Regions from separate parts of the Mus musculus genome. Here region 2 is linked to region 1. The links are chromatin contacts, called in public HiChIP or PLAC-seq maps. All regions are on one chromosome and are shown on one strand. The core of a region is the stretch at or near the end of the contact, and the rest is flanking DNA. Distances in the headings are between cores, read along the strand shown.

What was found. HiChIP or PLAC-seq counts read pairs in DNA pulled down with a chosen protein or histone mark.
Region 2: a FOXA1 HiChIP or PLAC-seq map of pancreatic cancer cells shows a contact between it and region 1. The contact joins two enhancer-like sites. A contact is called at or near these places in 1 of 39 promoter capture datasets (the C10 cell line), 1 of 115 datasets of contacts at active chromatin or transcription factors (pancreatic cancer cells) and 2 of 9 other capture datasets (adipose tissue and liver).

Annotation. Positions count from the first base shown.
Region 1 is chr1:131,234,384-131,241,816 of GRCm38.p6, forward strand. All of the region lies in intron 1 of Rassf5 (Ras association (RalGDS/AF-6) domain family member 5), which reads right to left. Among named protein-coding and RNA genes, the nearest start is that of Gm28913, 7.0 kb to the right of the region's middle. Within about 2 kb of position 4,723, at least 110 of the 459 cell types and tissues checked have an H3K27ac peak or open chromatin away from gene starts, as enhancers often do. A contact at or near this core is called in pancreatic cancer cells, where this site is marked.
Region 2 is chr1:131,500,791-131,508,155 of GRCm38.p6, forward strand. The region is part of intron 2 of Srgap2 (SLIT-ROBO Rho GTPase activating protein 2); the gene reads right to left. Among named protein-coding and RNA genes, the nearest start is that of Srgap2, 23 kb to the right of the region's middle. Within about 2 kb of position 5,646, at least 35 of the 459 cell types and tissues checked have an H3K27ac peak or open chromatin away from gene starts, as enhancers often do. A contact at or near this core is called in pancreatic cancer cells, where this site is marked.

The sequences.
Region 1 (7,433 bases), core at 3,473-5,972:
GACCAGAGCCAGGGAGAGATGAGGACTTGTCCTTTAGTCAGAGGACATGAACGTCAGAAGGTTGAGCACGGGTAGAGTCATCCTGATCTTCTTGTGCTTGGCCAGGTAGCAGGCACTGGACTCCAGATACCCTCTATGGGAGTCCCAGAGTCCCAAGCAACTACCAAGCACTGGCTCCACCTGTTTGTGCCCCCATCTCCTCCAAAGTCAAACAGAACGCCCTGAGCCAAAGGACATATCCTCCGACCTTCTCGAAGAAGAAAGCCTTGACTCTGAACCCCAATGAAGCTGTCCATCCCCTCCCTTCCTCACAGAAATCCAGCTAGGAGGTTCTGTCCAGATCACGTGACCTACAGAGATCCTCCATACTCAGCAGAGATTTGCAGCACATAGTTTCAAATCCTTCTTTAATATAGAAACACAGCATCACATGCCTGTAATTCCAGCTACTCAGGAGACTGGGGCAGGAGGATTTAAGTTCAAGGCCAGCCTGGGTAATTAAGCAAGACCCTCTGGCTCAGTGGTAGAATATCTGACTAACATTCAGGGGCACTGAAATCAGTCTTTAATAACGCCAAGAATTTCTTCGCAGATTTTGGGTTTGTTAATTTAAAAACAAACCTTGTTTTTTATGTCTCTCATGGGTTAAGCTCAGGTTGTGTTTTGGTCTATTATGCTCTAGACAGCTGTTCCCTCCCCTTCTGAAGCCTGCTGCATTCTGTCTATTGTTATTTTGTACGGTTTGAGAAAGAATGCATAAAATTCAACAATTTTATGTATTTCGAGGACAATATGTTTTTCTCAACAACATGGGATATCTGCTCGCTCAGTCACACATCCTTAAATCCAGCAGAGATCAAGGCGACAACTTGTGTAGCTGCCCTGGGGTCCTATCAAGTGCTATTGTACATAGGAATGTGGTGTATGGAAGGGGCAACATAAATTTGCTATGTTTGGGGGAAAGTCATTCTATACAGCTTCAGAGAGAGGGGCTCTTCCACGATATTTGGAAAACTGTGTTTTAAAAACAATCTTGGGGGTCATTAGCAAGTTTTGCCAGTATTTGGATGGTGTATACTAAGACGTGGACACTTTACCACTGCACGGCTATCTCTCCTCAGACCTGGATGCTGATTCTTTCTCCCATATACTCCTTGGAAAGGCTGGGCTGTCTCTAGTCTGTTTTTGTGGCCTGTCAGCTTGTCAATCAGTCTCTGTACCAGAAAGAGGTTGTGAGTCCAGGTCTTAATATAACACTTAGGACCATGAAGCAAGAGGTGGCTGAGGCCCTCTGCCCACAGGGTCTGGGAATTCTGGCCCATGCCAGCACAGATGAGGCCCACACCTGACCACTGCCCCCTGGAAAGAAGAGCATCAGACGCTGGGAGAGTTCTAATATACAGAAAAGGGAATGTCCCTGCATTTGGTTCTAGGATGGGCTTCACTTCTTGGTTCTCAGCAGAGTTTTGGTTTGGTTTGGGATTCTCTTTTGCTGTTTTCAGTGTTTGGGATGAAATTCAGGCCCTACTGGTGCGCTACTCTAGAATCTCCTTCCCTGATCCTTTGGAAATGAGACAGATGTTCTACAGCTGGTCTGGGAGGTCTACCATCTATAGCAGGGGAGTGTCTACAATGACCTCTTGCTGCCTCTAATGTCCAAGCTTGGGCTGAGGATCTCTTTCCAAGCCAAAAGAATGATCTAGCTAAGGCTCAACCGAACTGGAAGCAACAGGATTCACCATCTTACAGTTTTGGGTAGTAGCCTCCTCTGAAACACCTACTTATATAAAAACAGATTGCTTTAGGAACACACATCACCAGCAGACGTTTAGAGAGAGTGCTCTGAGAGCTCAGGTTACAGCAGGAATCTGTGGTTAAACAAGGCGGCACGGAGGCTCTCTGAGTTTCTAATACTTTCCACTGTTACAGAATGGACATGATTATTACAACAGAAACCACCAAACCTCCAGCCTCTTCTGAACTCGGATGGAAAACGCATCCAAGTGAATGGGGGAAAGTCAGCAGCAGACCCACTGTCTGGGGTTCAAGCCAGAGGTCTGCAGAGCAGCCCTGGTGAACGTTCCAGCCTTATCCAGACCTTCTCTTCCTCAGCTGTCTTCCCCAGGATCCTGTTTGCCTAATTTCACTTTAGTTATTGGCTGGTCTGTCATGAACTCTGACAGCTTCAGCACACAAAAGATGTACTTGTGTGTCCATACCCATGCCATGCACATGCCTGTGTGTCCATACCCACCCCATGCACATGCCCTATGTATATAAATACTCACCCTATGTATATGCCTATGTGTGCCCACACACACGCCAAGCACATGCCTATGTGTGTACATACCTACCCCATGCACATCACATGCTTATGTGTATATATACCTATCCCATGCATACCACATGCCTATGTGTACACATATCTACTCCATGCACATCACATGCCTATGTGTATACATACCTACCCCATGCACATCACATGCCTATGTGTATACATACCTACCCCATGCACATCACATGCCTATGTGTCTCCACAGCCACGCTATGCATATGCCTATCACCACAGGTGTGCTGGGAGTGGAAAGACACTAATTTCTTCTACTCTAGATTTAAAAACCACATGATTTGCACATGATAAAGACTTAGAGACTAAATGGGAAGACAGGCTGTGTACACCCAGCTCTCAAGTACCAGGCACTGACAGAAGCTGCAGCGTGCACACGGTTCACCTTCCTCTTTGTCTTTGGTTTCAGTTGTTGCTGGGGTGTCCTGGCTGGGTTTGTGTCAACTTGACACAAGCTGGAGTTATCACAGAGAAAGGAGCCTCCATTGAGGAAATGCCTCCATGAGATCCAGCTGTAAGGCATTTTCTCAATTACTGATCAAGGGTAGAGGGCCCAGCCCATTTTGGGTGGTGCCATCTCTGGGTTGGTAGTCCTGGGTTCTATAAGAGAGCAGGCTGTGCAAGCCAAAGGAAGCAAGCCAGTAAGGAACATCCCTCCATGGCCTCTGCATCAGCTCCTGCTTCCTGACCTGCTTGAGTTCCAGTCCTGACTTCCTTTGGTGATGAACAGTAATGTGGAAATATAAGCCGAATAAACCCTTTCCTCCCCAACTTGCTTCTTGGTCATGATGTTTATGCAGGAATAGAAACCCTGACTAAGACATGGGGTTTTTTATGCTTCTAGCTATTTCTAGTAACAGTGTTTTGAACAATTCCACATTCATTGATAGAGAGAAGGACATGAATAAGAAAACATAGCCAACTATGTGGCCAATGATGTGGGTTCAGAAGACACAATACTGTGTTAGATTCTGGTGGTCCAATAGAAGCCACTCCACTTCCCTGACAGTGATGTCCCCTCTGTAAGACAGCCACGGTTAAGTCAGTCCTGCCCTCCTCACAGGGCCCGACACAGGCTGGCCATGAGAACGTCTGAGACACAGTTGGATGTGATTCCAGTCCTCTTGGTCCCTGCACTTCATGGCCACTCTCTCAAAGACAGGTGAGTATTTCCTTCCATGTTCACAGGTTCACAAGCAGAACAGCTTCCATCATGGCTCAGCCAACTCAGCGATGACATTTTCCCAGGGCCAGCATGCAGCAGACAGCCCTGAGGGGAATCTAAGCTCTCCTGTTCTTTCACAGGGCTCGTGGTTTATAGGTGTGTGCTGCACACACACACACACACACACACACACACAAACCAAATGTATACCTCTATGCCTAGCTTTTTATGTGGTGCTAGGGGTCAAGCCCTGATCACCATGCTTGCAGAGCAAGTACTTTACATACTGAATTATCGTTCCAGGTCCAAGCTGTCATTTTTCTCCAGCCAATGGCTGCTCTAGACCTGGAAATGTGTCTATTCAAGAAGCAGGGAGTTGAGGGTGGCAGAAGGTTGCTCAGATATTTACTCATCTGCCAAAAAGTAAATATGACCTAGCCTCTTGTGGTCACAGGTCATACTTAGCCACCACCTGCCCAGTGACACATGCAAATGAGCAGCCTAAATCTTGGACACCACCCCTGACAAGCCCTCTGTGCAATACCACCTTGTGGTTTTCCTCCTGATGTCCTCAACAGCAGTCAAGGCAATGGCTCTAGGAAGGAACACCCTAAAGAAAACATGTGATACTTAGACCCCCATGGCCACCCAGACCCTCAGCCGAAAGCCATGGCTCTAAGAGGCACCTCGGTGCACTTCCTTCTTCCCCAACTACAGTACAAAGAGACACAACTTCAGATTTCCCAGTGGATGCATCTTATGAACTTCCTCTATGCCAGGAACCACAAGCAGGCTAGAACAGGCCCAGCACAGACATGTTGGCCGCTTCTGCTAATGAACACACAGTGGAGAGGTCATGAGGTCCACCAGGCTCTGCCCATGTCTCCTCAGCATAGTGTGTATGTGTGTGTGTATGTGTGTTTATATGTGTGTGTGTTTCAGGGGAGACCCACATATTACTGTCACGGGTCTGAGATAGGATACCCTTGACCCTGCGGCAGGGCGCACGAGACTATTCCCAGCACATTCTTTATTTCACTGACCCAGTGTCCCCAGGGAGGACAGCCAGCAAGGAACCTGACATCATCTCCTTAGCCTCTTCCTTCTTTCCCCAAAGTCCCAAGTCTGGCTCTGCTTCCCTCTCAACCCCGAGAGCTCCTACTCAGAACATGGGGGAGAGGAGCGTGCCAGAATGCCTGGAAAAAAACCGAATATGACTAAATACAAAGCCATCTCCCCAGTCAGGGCTGGCCTTTGCAGAGTCAGCTGCCGCCAGCACTTCCTGACCCAGTAGGGGAGAGCTGGAACTGAGCCCTGTGAGAGAGGAGGACTGGGTGGCTCCAGACAGCAGAGACCGAGAGTTAAGACCATCCATCTGGGAGGGCAGAGGTGGCCTGCGGCAGGAGGACAAACCAGGATCCATCAACTGGGAAGAGGCGCCGGGCACTGACTAAAGCCAGGGCAAGGGACATAATGGGCAGGGCCAGGGCGTTTACGTGCCCTGCGCACCCACAACTACTCACCCTCCAAAGAAGCTCACCATCTCTGGAATGCGAACAGGAAGAGTTAGGGATGTTTACTGATTTATCACCAGTCTTAATAACACCCCAGGCAGGGCAAGAGCGGCAAGCAGCCACCCTCTATGGGTAACTGAGCAGTGAGAGCCAGCAAGATCCCTGGGAAGGCAGGGATGTGACACACGCCACCTTGCCATGTCTGGCAGCTACCTATGATAAAGGGGCTGAGCACTGGGCCCACAGTGGGGAGATGTGTTGGAGGCCTAGATGCCTCAAAGTCTGGCAGGTCTGGCAGCATTAACTCTATCTGAAAGGTTCCTGCTCGCAAGCTGGCCAAGAAAGCCCCAGGCAGGTGAGTGCTTGGCAGAAGCCTCCCACATTCCAGCCTTGTGAGGCTGGCAATTTTGAGGATGAGTGTGGCAGCAAGCATGGAGATGGGTTTCTTCAGAGCAGAGGCATTGCTGGCACTCGAAATGTCCTGGGTACACCCCCAGACCTCGGCTGGCCTGGCCCAAGCCTCATTCACCAGTGCACACTCCCCGGCTGGAATTCGCTCTGCCAGTCAGAATCCTCCCTGCTGGCAGAGGCTGATTTCCTTGTCACACTCGCCACTCGGGGGCTTACCTGCCAAGCTTGCCACTGGCTGCTTCAAGAGTGGGATTGGAAAAAGGGAAAGATCCCAGTCCCCGACCTCATCAATTCCCTGCCACCTAATGACTCTCAGCTCCAGCAGACGAACACACACATTCATTACCAAGTCTAATTAGGCCGTAGACAAGCGACATTAATCATTTTTGACTATACCTGGGATTCAAGCCCCCATATTCCACAATCATGGCGTTCCATGCTCTGATGAACGGGGGAGTGGGGATCAGCTCACATTTAATCCCCTGCTTTCATCTTTTGAGAAAATGAAGGAAAGAAAGGAAAACTAGGGGTATGGACTGGAGAGTCAGGGTCCCACTGCTGCCCTTTCCCTGTGTTTTAACACTGTCCCCCAAAAGGCCTTTCCTAAGCAAACTTCAATTAGAGCCAGGAGAGGAGAAAACTGGGTGTTTGTCATCTTTAACAACAAAACCTCAATGTCAGTGCCTAATTTCCCCAGCTTCCCAAACAAAATACGACTCCAAAGTAAGGAAAACCTAAGCTACTTTCTCCAGCAGTGCTGGGGGCCCTGGGCAAACAGCTGCCAAGTGCCCAGAGTAAACCCTGGACGGCCGCAGCGCATCAAAGGGCGGAGGCCATGATGCTTTCTATGAAGACTTTTGTCTGCCACAGTAGGGTGGGGATGGGGGAGTAGCCAAAATCAGGGTCCTAGCAGACTTGCAAAGAGCCCCTAATAGAATAGGTGAGCTACCACCTGGGTGGCTGCAATCTCACAGAGGATCTAACCAGTTAAACCCAGCCATTAATACAGCAACAGGAATTAGAGGAGAGCAGACAAGCAACTCTGAGACACTGAGCAGCTCTCAAGAAGCAAAGTCAGGAGCCCCTCCCTAGGCACTCGGCAGCGAGGACCTGATTCTCACGATGTAATCAAAGTCTATCACAGGTGGGGGAGGTGAGGGGTCTGAGCCCCAGGGAAGCCCCCTTTTTAGACCAATCATTCCAATCACTTTATTATACTCATGGCTCTGGATAACCACCCCTTCAGAGGGGCTCTTTCTTGGAGCCAACTTGGGGCACCCACGTATCAACAGCTTTCAACAGATACCTGAAGTCTCTTCCCCCCCTTGCTGAGAACTTGACTTGGTTTCTCCGACTACCAGACCATTTCCTGGCCCAGGATCGTTCACACACCCACTCAAAGGAGACACATGGCAGAAGGCCATCTTTATGTGCCTTCCGCACAAGAAAGGGCAAGAGGCAGCTGGAGGAATTCCCAGGTTGTTTGCTGCTGACTGCTGTCTCTGGGAAGGTTGGAGTAAGTTCCTACCACCCCCACCCCACCCTACCCCAAAACAAAGCATGGTGGTTCTGAGAGCTCTCACCTCTGCAAGCATTTGCATCAAGCCCACTGGCTTTCCTTCCCTATCTAACACATTTGATTTGTGTGTGTGCATGTGTCACACAGGTGTTGTGTGTCTGGAAGCCAGAGGTCAGCATAGATTGTCTTCTCAGATTGTTCATCATTTTATTTTTGAGACAGGGTCTCTCATCGATTCTGGAGTTTGATCAATATAGCTAGACTGGTTGACCATCAAGTTGTTTCTCTGGTATTGGCTTACAGGTGAGCACTATATAGGGCTAGGCTTTTTACATGAATCTTATACCTGCTCGGCAAGCACTTTATCATCTGCGCCATCTTGCCAGCGCTCAGACTTAGTCCTGAGCTCTGGCTCTGAACTTAACAGCGTTAACTAGCTACAGACCTCCTGAAGTGCGACCAAGCGTAAGCAAGGCA
Region 2 (7,365 bases), core at 4,396-6,895, 270 kb after region 1:
CATATAAAAGTACAGCACATATAATTATCCACATATATAATACTTGATAATGACAACAATTATTTTGCTTGTCATCTTCTAAGCTATACTTTTATGTTAGAATATATTATTTATGTAAAAATAAACTTCTTGTAAAACAGCATGTTGTATCACTAGTAGCAGCAGATGCATACATCTATGTGTTTACCACACCTCTTACTTAGCATCAAGAAGTGAATAATTAACCTACACCTACATCTAGGTTTGTCCACCACAGTCACACTATGACAAAAATCAGCCAATGAATGCATTTCTCATTACATGTTCCTATTGTTTCACAGAGACCACTAGAACATCTTTGTTACTGCACAGCCCAGCAAGTGATACATCGTGTCATTCTATCAAAACTTTACTTCCTGCAGGTCTGCAGCTCAGTGTAGATATCTGTCTAGTATGTAAAGGTCCTGAGGTTCAATCCTAGCACCATGGGAGGAAAGGACTTACATTCTTGTCTCTACAACAAATAAATGTAATGACAGAAATAAGAGTGCTTTTGATTGTCTAAAAGAAGAAAAACACAAGTACAAAAACAGAGGCAGAGAGAACAAAGGCTGCTCCATGGAAAGACAGCTTAGGTGCTAAGGGTCAGATCTTCAGGTCCAGGAGACTGACTCTGGGCCATGGTCCTCTATCCTGTGGTCCTCTCCTCACAAGGGCTTTCTTTCAGTAGCTTGTTCTCCATGCCAATCAATCTGCTTAGTCCAAGACCTTTTGACAACCAAAATACTAAGGAGCTCAGGTGTGGCCCAGCCAGGCAGGCCTGTACAGGTTCCCACCACACCCAGGTTGTAGGGTGGTAGAAAATGGAAAGAGCTAAGACTTTAAATGAATTGTTAATGATTTAAGCATTCAGAGTGACAAGCCTGGAAGATAAGACAAAGGGAACCTAAGAACAGTGAAACCAAATCAAGCCAAGAATACATTCGATATGGGGTGACTCCAACATTACATAATCCCTGCAGAAATGAAAGAAGCTGCCCAGAGAGGAACAAAAATGAAAAATCTATCCTAAAGTACTCAAGCCCACTGGCTGCTAGCTAACAAAGTAGTTCACATTTTTCTTTAAACTCTGTGGAGAGGATATGTGACAAGCTGCCTCTGTGGTTGTATCCTGTTGCTCTACAAACACTTACTTGACTCTGGGAATGTGAATGCTCCCTGTAGAAAAATGTTTTACAGTCAACACTAACAAATACCTATTTGAATCTTAACAGTGGGAAGTACAGGCAGGAGGAGCCTACCTTTTATCCTAAGCTATACAGTGAGTACCAAGGTATGCCTGGGATCCTCTGAGAGAATCTGTCTCAAAACCAGGAGCATCTCCAGGAAGTAAAAGTGACTATAAACATTCTATCCTTCCTGGTTTTCCCTCTTCATATATTTTTCTGAGATAGCTTTCTCCCCCAAGAAAGAATTTGGAAATGGTTTCTTACTTAGTCGAAAATGTCATCTTGAAAAGGGGGGAGGGGAAAGGTTCTGAAAAAAATGTACCCTGCTAGGAAGCCACCCAGAAGACATGTGCCTTTCCTTTATATAGTATTTTACAATCAAATTTGATTTTACAAGCCTGAATTTATCAAACTTAGAGGAAAAAAAGTAGTACAACACCAAAATTGACCTGTAAGAAGGACATCTGAGTTCCCATTCTCATTTCTAAAATCAATGGGTTTGATATTCTCAAGGTATTTTGATTTATTACTAAATACAAATGATTATAGGTCATGCTTAAAACTATCAACTCTTGAACTACCAACAGAATACCATAATCACCCTTTAAGTGCCCAACATTGCGAAACACCAGGGACAGGAACAAATGAAGTACGAAATAAATCTTTCCATCTGCACCAAATTTGAAGACAACCTCAATTAATTTACCAATAGGGTACACTGCATAACAACATTATTTGTCAATTTGATGGAGTTCAAACACACTTTGCCATGAAAAGTATGCTATGTGTTTCCTTTCAGTTCTTAAGATGGCAACTCCTAAGACCATACTGCAACTGAAACGCATCAAGTATATGCAAATCAAACACAACACAGAAAACTGATGTAATATGAAAAATATCTGGCATGTAGATGGTCTTTAGTTAGCCACAAAGAATTTTTCATATATAAACTTAACAAGGACACTATGGATTGGTGGCTATTCCATCATATATTAGTCATATGTTCAAAAGAGACAGAAGCACAGAAAACCTGGAAAAGTTTCAGTATAGCAAAGCTACTGAATGGCCTATAATGTTGGCCTTCTTAACTCTAAATCCCACTTTCTCTGCATTACTAAAGACCAAAAAAAAGAAATATAGAAGGTTTTATCTGCTTATTTTTTAAAGATTAGTTGTATTTTAAATTGGACATATATGTGTCTGTGTGTGAGCAAGGGCATGTGAGTGCATGTACTCTCAGAGACCAGAGGTGTTGAATCGCCTGAGCTGGAGTTACAGGCACCTGTGAGTTGTCTGAGTGCTAGACTTGGGTCCGAACAGAACGTGGGAACCAAACTTGGGTCCCTTGGAAGAACAGTAAGCACTTTTATCCACTAAGCTAGCTCTCCAGCCCCTGCTTTGTTTTCTTAAAAATGAAGTCTAAGGAATTTCATTTAAGGGAGATGAGGGCGTCAACTCAGATTTCATGATCAGGAGCACTTTTAGGTGATTTCAAGGTTGATAGTACTCCTGCTTTGTCACTTTCATCACATTCTAGGACTTGTGGTCAGGCCTCCGTCTTTGCAGGCCCCTCACTGGAGCTTTTCAAGTTCATCTGCCACAGCAAAGGTACCCTGGAGCAGGGGTTTGATTTGGTTTTAACTCATGAACAGAAATGTACAGAATCAACAGGGGTTTAAAAAGATTGCCTGGAGGTAAGGAAAAGGGAAAGCACTTGGAAAAAAGAAGTGGGAGACGGGGTAGATAGTACAGCTGGTAAAGCACTTGCTGCACAAGGATAAGGACCAGAGGCTGAACCCAAAGCAAAGAAAAAAGGTCTGGCATAGTGGCCCGGGGCTTGTAACCTTGCTGCTAAGGAGACAGATATGGGTGGATTCTAGATGTTTACAAGCCAGGTAGCCTAGTCTAGCAAGTAAGGCCCAGACCAACAAGAAAGTGTATCAAAAAGTAGGTTACATGCATGCATACATGTGCATCCACAACACATGTGCACATACACAAAAGAAGTGTATGTCATCTAGAGCAAAATTAAGTAAGTTTCAAGTTTTGAAAGGAAAGCAAAGAGGGAAGAGAGAGATAGAGGGGCCAGGTATTCTAAGAAAAGAATAGACACTGAGTCAGTTCTCACCACTATCATATTAGGCCAGGCCAGGAGCCACAACCTACCTGTGAATAAGCATGGGTTTCTCCCTCACAGTTGAGAAGGTGTCTATGAAGTTACCAGATGATTATATATTCATTTATTTATCCTTTCATTCATTCACCCAATAAACATTTACCATATGCCAAACACTGCACTGAATATTAGAAAAACAAAATAAGCAAAAACAGTCTCTGTTCTCAAGGAGCTCACAGCCTAGCAATTGACAAAGAGATATAAACAGATGAATGCAAACAGTGTTACTGGGATGTGCTCATGTTGTTAATTAACTAGCATAGCATTGGCATAGTCACTCTTCAAGCATGAACAGAAGCCAATAGGTTCCCCAACATGCTGGACTTGGTTGACTGGCTAGTTATCATTTGGCCATCATATACTGAGGCCCAAACCAACACTTAGGCCAAAGGTACATTATTAATCACATACTTACCAGCTAAGTCATGTTCCCAGTGTATACCCTGCCCAATTCACTGTTTTGTTTCCAAGACAGAATATGTATATTCAGTAATTTCACCCAAATTGTGTAAGAGCAACCTTAAACTGGGGCGGTACAAAAGGAGTTCACCAAAACATAGCATGTCATTTCAGATATGGCCCAGAAAGCAATAGGTGATTCACATTAACAAACATCCTTGAGACAGTGCTATATAGGTCAAGCCCCAGTAAAACAAACACCAAGAGACTATCCACACTCTTCTGTAATAGCAAATAAAGCCATAATTCATGTTTGTTGGAGCTGTGTAATTTACAAAGCCTGAATTATAGAAATTCATACACCTATATAAGCATAATCTCACAGAATCAACACAACAACCCCTAATTGTAGATACTGTGGCTACAATTCCTGTGGCTGGCAAAGCTGAGGCCAGGTAATGTTTGAGATTTATGGAGGGGCGTAAGTGCATCTAATGACACTCCCTCTGATACCCAAACCTTTCAACCTCTAGCTGTTTGTTTTATTGTGTTTCTGAACTCTGGTTTGGCATTCCCAGCCCAGCCAGCTTTGTTACTCACAAGAAGGAAGGGGGTAAACTCCTATAGTCTCCTAGGATCCAACAACAAGTAGATCAAGAGATACTACAAGCCACTTCATTCAAAACAAAACAAACAAAAAAATAACACTAATAATTCAAAAGCTCTGGAGATGATGACAAAATACATTAAGTTCAACTATTAATACCTGAAATGTATTTTTCTATTAATATCTTTAGCATGATCCCCTCTTTCAGCAAATCATACTTTACAATCTCTAATCAAATCCTCTATCAGAGAATCATCTCACCATCCCAGATTTATTAAAATTAAGGTGATTAGCCACTCCTGCCTCCACACCCAGAAACAAGACTAGCACCACCCAGGCATGTTTTGCTGAACTCAGCCTCTCCCAACACTCCCTGGAGTGCCTTTAAAATAACTTGGTCCTTATCCAGATCTGTAGTTGGACCATAGGCACTCAGGTGGTAACAGGGCTTGACTTGACTTCTCTTAAGCTCCCGGCTGACTTTCTGAAGAAGCTTTTAAATAACTCTCAAGGCAGGGCAGCTCAGAACTCAAAGTTTTCCTTTCCTTTGGTTAGTTGTGCTCTTCCTCTACAAAGCACTGGGAAAGAAAATGCTACTTAATCCCAAACACAAACACAAAATGAAATCCTCTTCAAGAGAGAACACTTCTCAGGCTGAAATGTAAAGAAGCTGCAAATTAGGTCAGGTGTTTGACAAGTACAGGAGGTGTCATCTCTTTTGCAGGTTTCTCTGCAACATCCCCAATTTAGAAGAAAGGAAAATGACAGTTTTAATGAAGGGACTGAAGGTGGCACTGTCACTGTGTCACCTCAAAGTCAGGATGTCTAAAATAGTGTTCATTTTCTTAGCAACTGCAGCATTTCTTCCTCTGTCTCTTTCTGCCATGGTCTCTGCTTCTCTCAAGCTAGAAACTTCAGGCATCCTTGACTGTTTTCCCACCCTTAGTCCCCACCCCACAGCTCACTGTTCCATCTTCCCACATAGTATGGTCAAACGTAGTATCAAGGGTTAAAAAACAAACAAGGCTTCAGAGTTGACCTGCAGTGCAACCCCCACTGGACTGCAAATCAACTATCAATCAGGAATCACACTTTGCTCATCAGTGGCTCCAAGAACTCATTGCTAGCAAAAGACTTGTAGCACCAAGGGCAGGGCCCAACACAGACTAACTAGTATGCCCTGTATGGACAGAAGCAGGCCTTCCCCTCCCTTCCCTGGCCAGCCAGGCTGCCCAGAGCAACCAAGGAGACCTGAAATGCAACATCATCATCACACTACTCCTCAGCTCTGACTGTCTCCATTGTTCTCCACTGCCCAAGTACAGAGCCCAGCCTGATCTTACTCCTGTTGATGACTCAACTCATCCAGCCAGGCACACTTGCTGGGTGCCTACCATATGCAAACATGGTTCTGGATGCTGGGAATGCTGAAATGAAAGGCACCCACTGCTCGCCATCCAATATAACTCATAAGTTTTCTAATACAGAATGTGTGTCTAAAAGAGAGAAATGAGAGGGGGTGAGAGTACATAAAACCATCATTGTATCAGAGTGTAGGAAGTGAGGCAGGAGTGGTGAGCACACAGAGGGCTATGGGAATGCCACTAAGGGAAGACACACAGCCTCTGTTCTTCCCTCCTACTCTCAGCTTAACCAAGTCCCACTCCACAAACGAAGATCTTATTCACTATGGCCAACACCTCTCCCATCTCAGAATTCCTCAAGTGCTTATCAACATCACTCATTTTTAGTCATCCCAGGCTGACGTCATATCTTGTATTTCTGTGGGTTAATTTTTTTAATTACTTTTCTTATATGCAAGTTGTTTTCCTTCCCTGATTTACACAATACAGAGGAAAAGAACAAAATTCTAGATAACCTGATATTATAGGAGCTATATAATAATTATTATGGCAAAGGCTATATACATAGAACTACTGACAGGCAGTCACCAAGTCACATACAGACACAAAACAACACTTTTATTTCAATTTTTAAAAGTACACTGTCCCCTCACTGCTAGAACCTGACTTCTTAGCCTTTCTATCTAACCCAAAATGAGAGAGAAGACCCTTGACAGTAAAAATAACTAAAAACATTCCAAAGTAAAATCTGCTAAAATAGTAGTCTAAGCTGGATATAATGTAATTTCAGCCCTTGGGCAACATGAGCAAGAGGATTACAAGTTTGAGATCAAGTTGAGCTGAACAGTTTAAGAAGCCAACTTGGGTTGTTGTTTAGTGAGATTCTGTCTCACAATAACAAGAAAAAAAAATGTTCAAGTGTGGTAGTACACATCTGTACTCCCAGCACTCAAAGGCTGGGGGTTAAACTCAGCTATATAGTGAGTTTGAGGCCAGCCTAGACCACACAAAACCTTGCCCGCCCCCCAAAAGGCAGGGGAGTCAGGAGAGATTGTTCAGTCAGTAAAGCATTTACCATGCAAGCATGATCCCCAAAACCTCTGTAAGGAAGTGTGTCTGACACTTGTAATCTCAGCACTAGACTATCAAGGCAGAGGCATGAGGTTTGCTAGCCACAGCCTACCCAGCTTTGCAACCTAGCCTAATCGTGTAGCCCTAGAAAGTGAGGGATCCTGTCTCAAAAAGTTAAGGTAAATGGTACCTGAGGAACAATGTCTGACATGACTCTGGCCTCCACATGTATATGCATACCCACATGGTATGTATGTATGCGCACACATATAGACCCACACACAATGAATAAATGAATGATGCCAGATTTCAATTTTTAAAATGTATAAGTTCTTCAAATAAATTCTTAAGTAGTAGATTGAAAGTAAGAATCAATAGATAAAGCACACATACATGGGAACTGGAGTTCAGATCCCCAGTGCCTATGTAAATATCAGTGAGGCCTCATGTCCCATCTATAATCCTAGTATTTGAGAGGCAGAAATGGGATATCCACACAGAGCAAGCTAATTAGCTAGAAAAGCCAATCAGTGAGAGTCC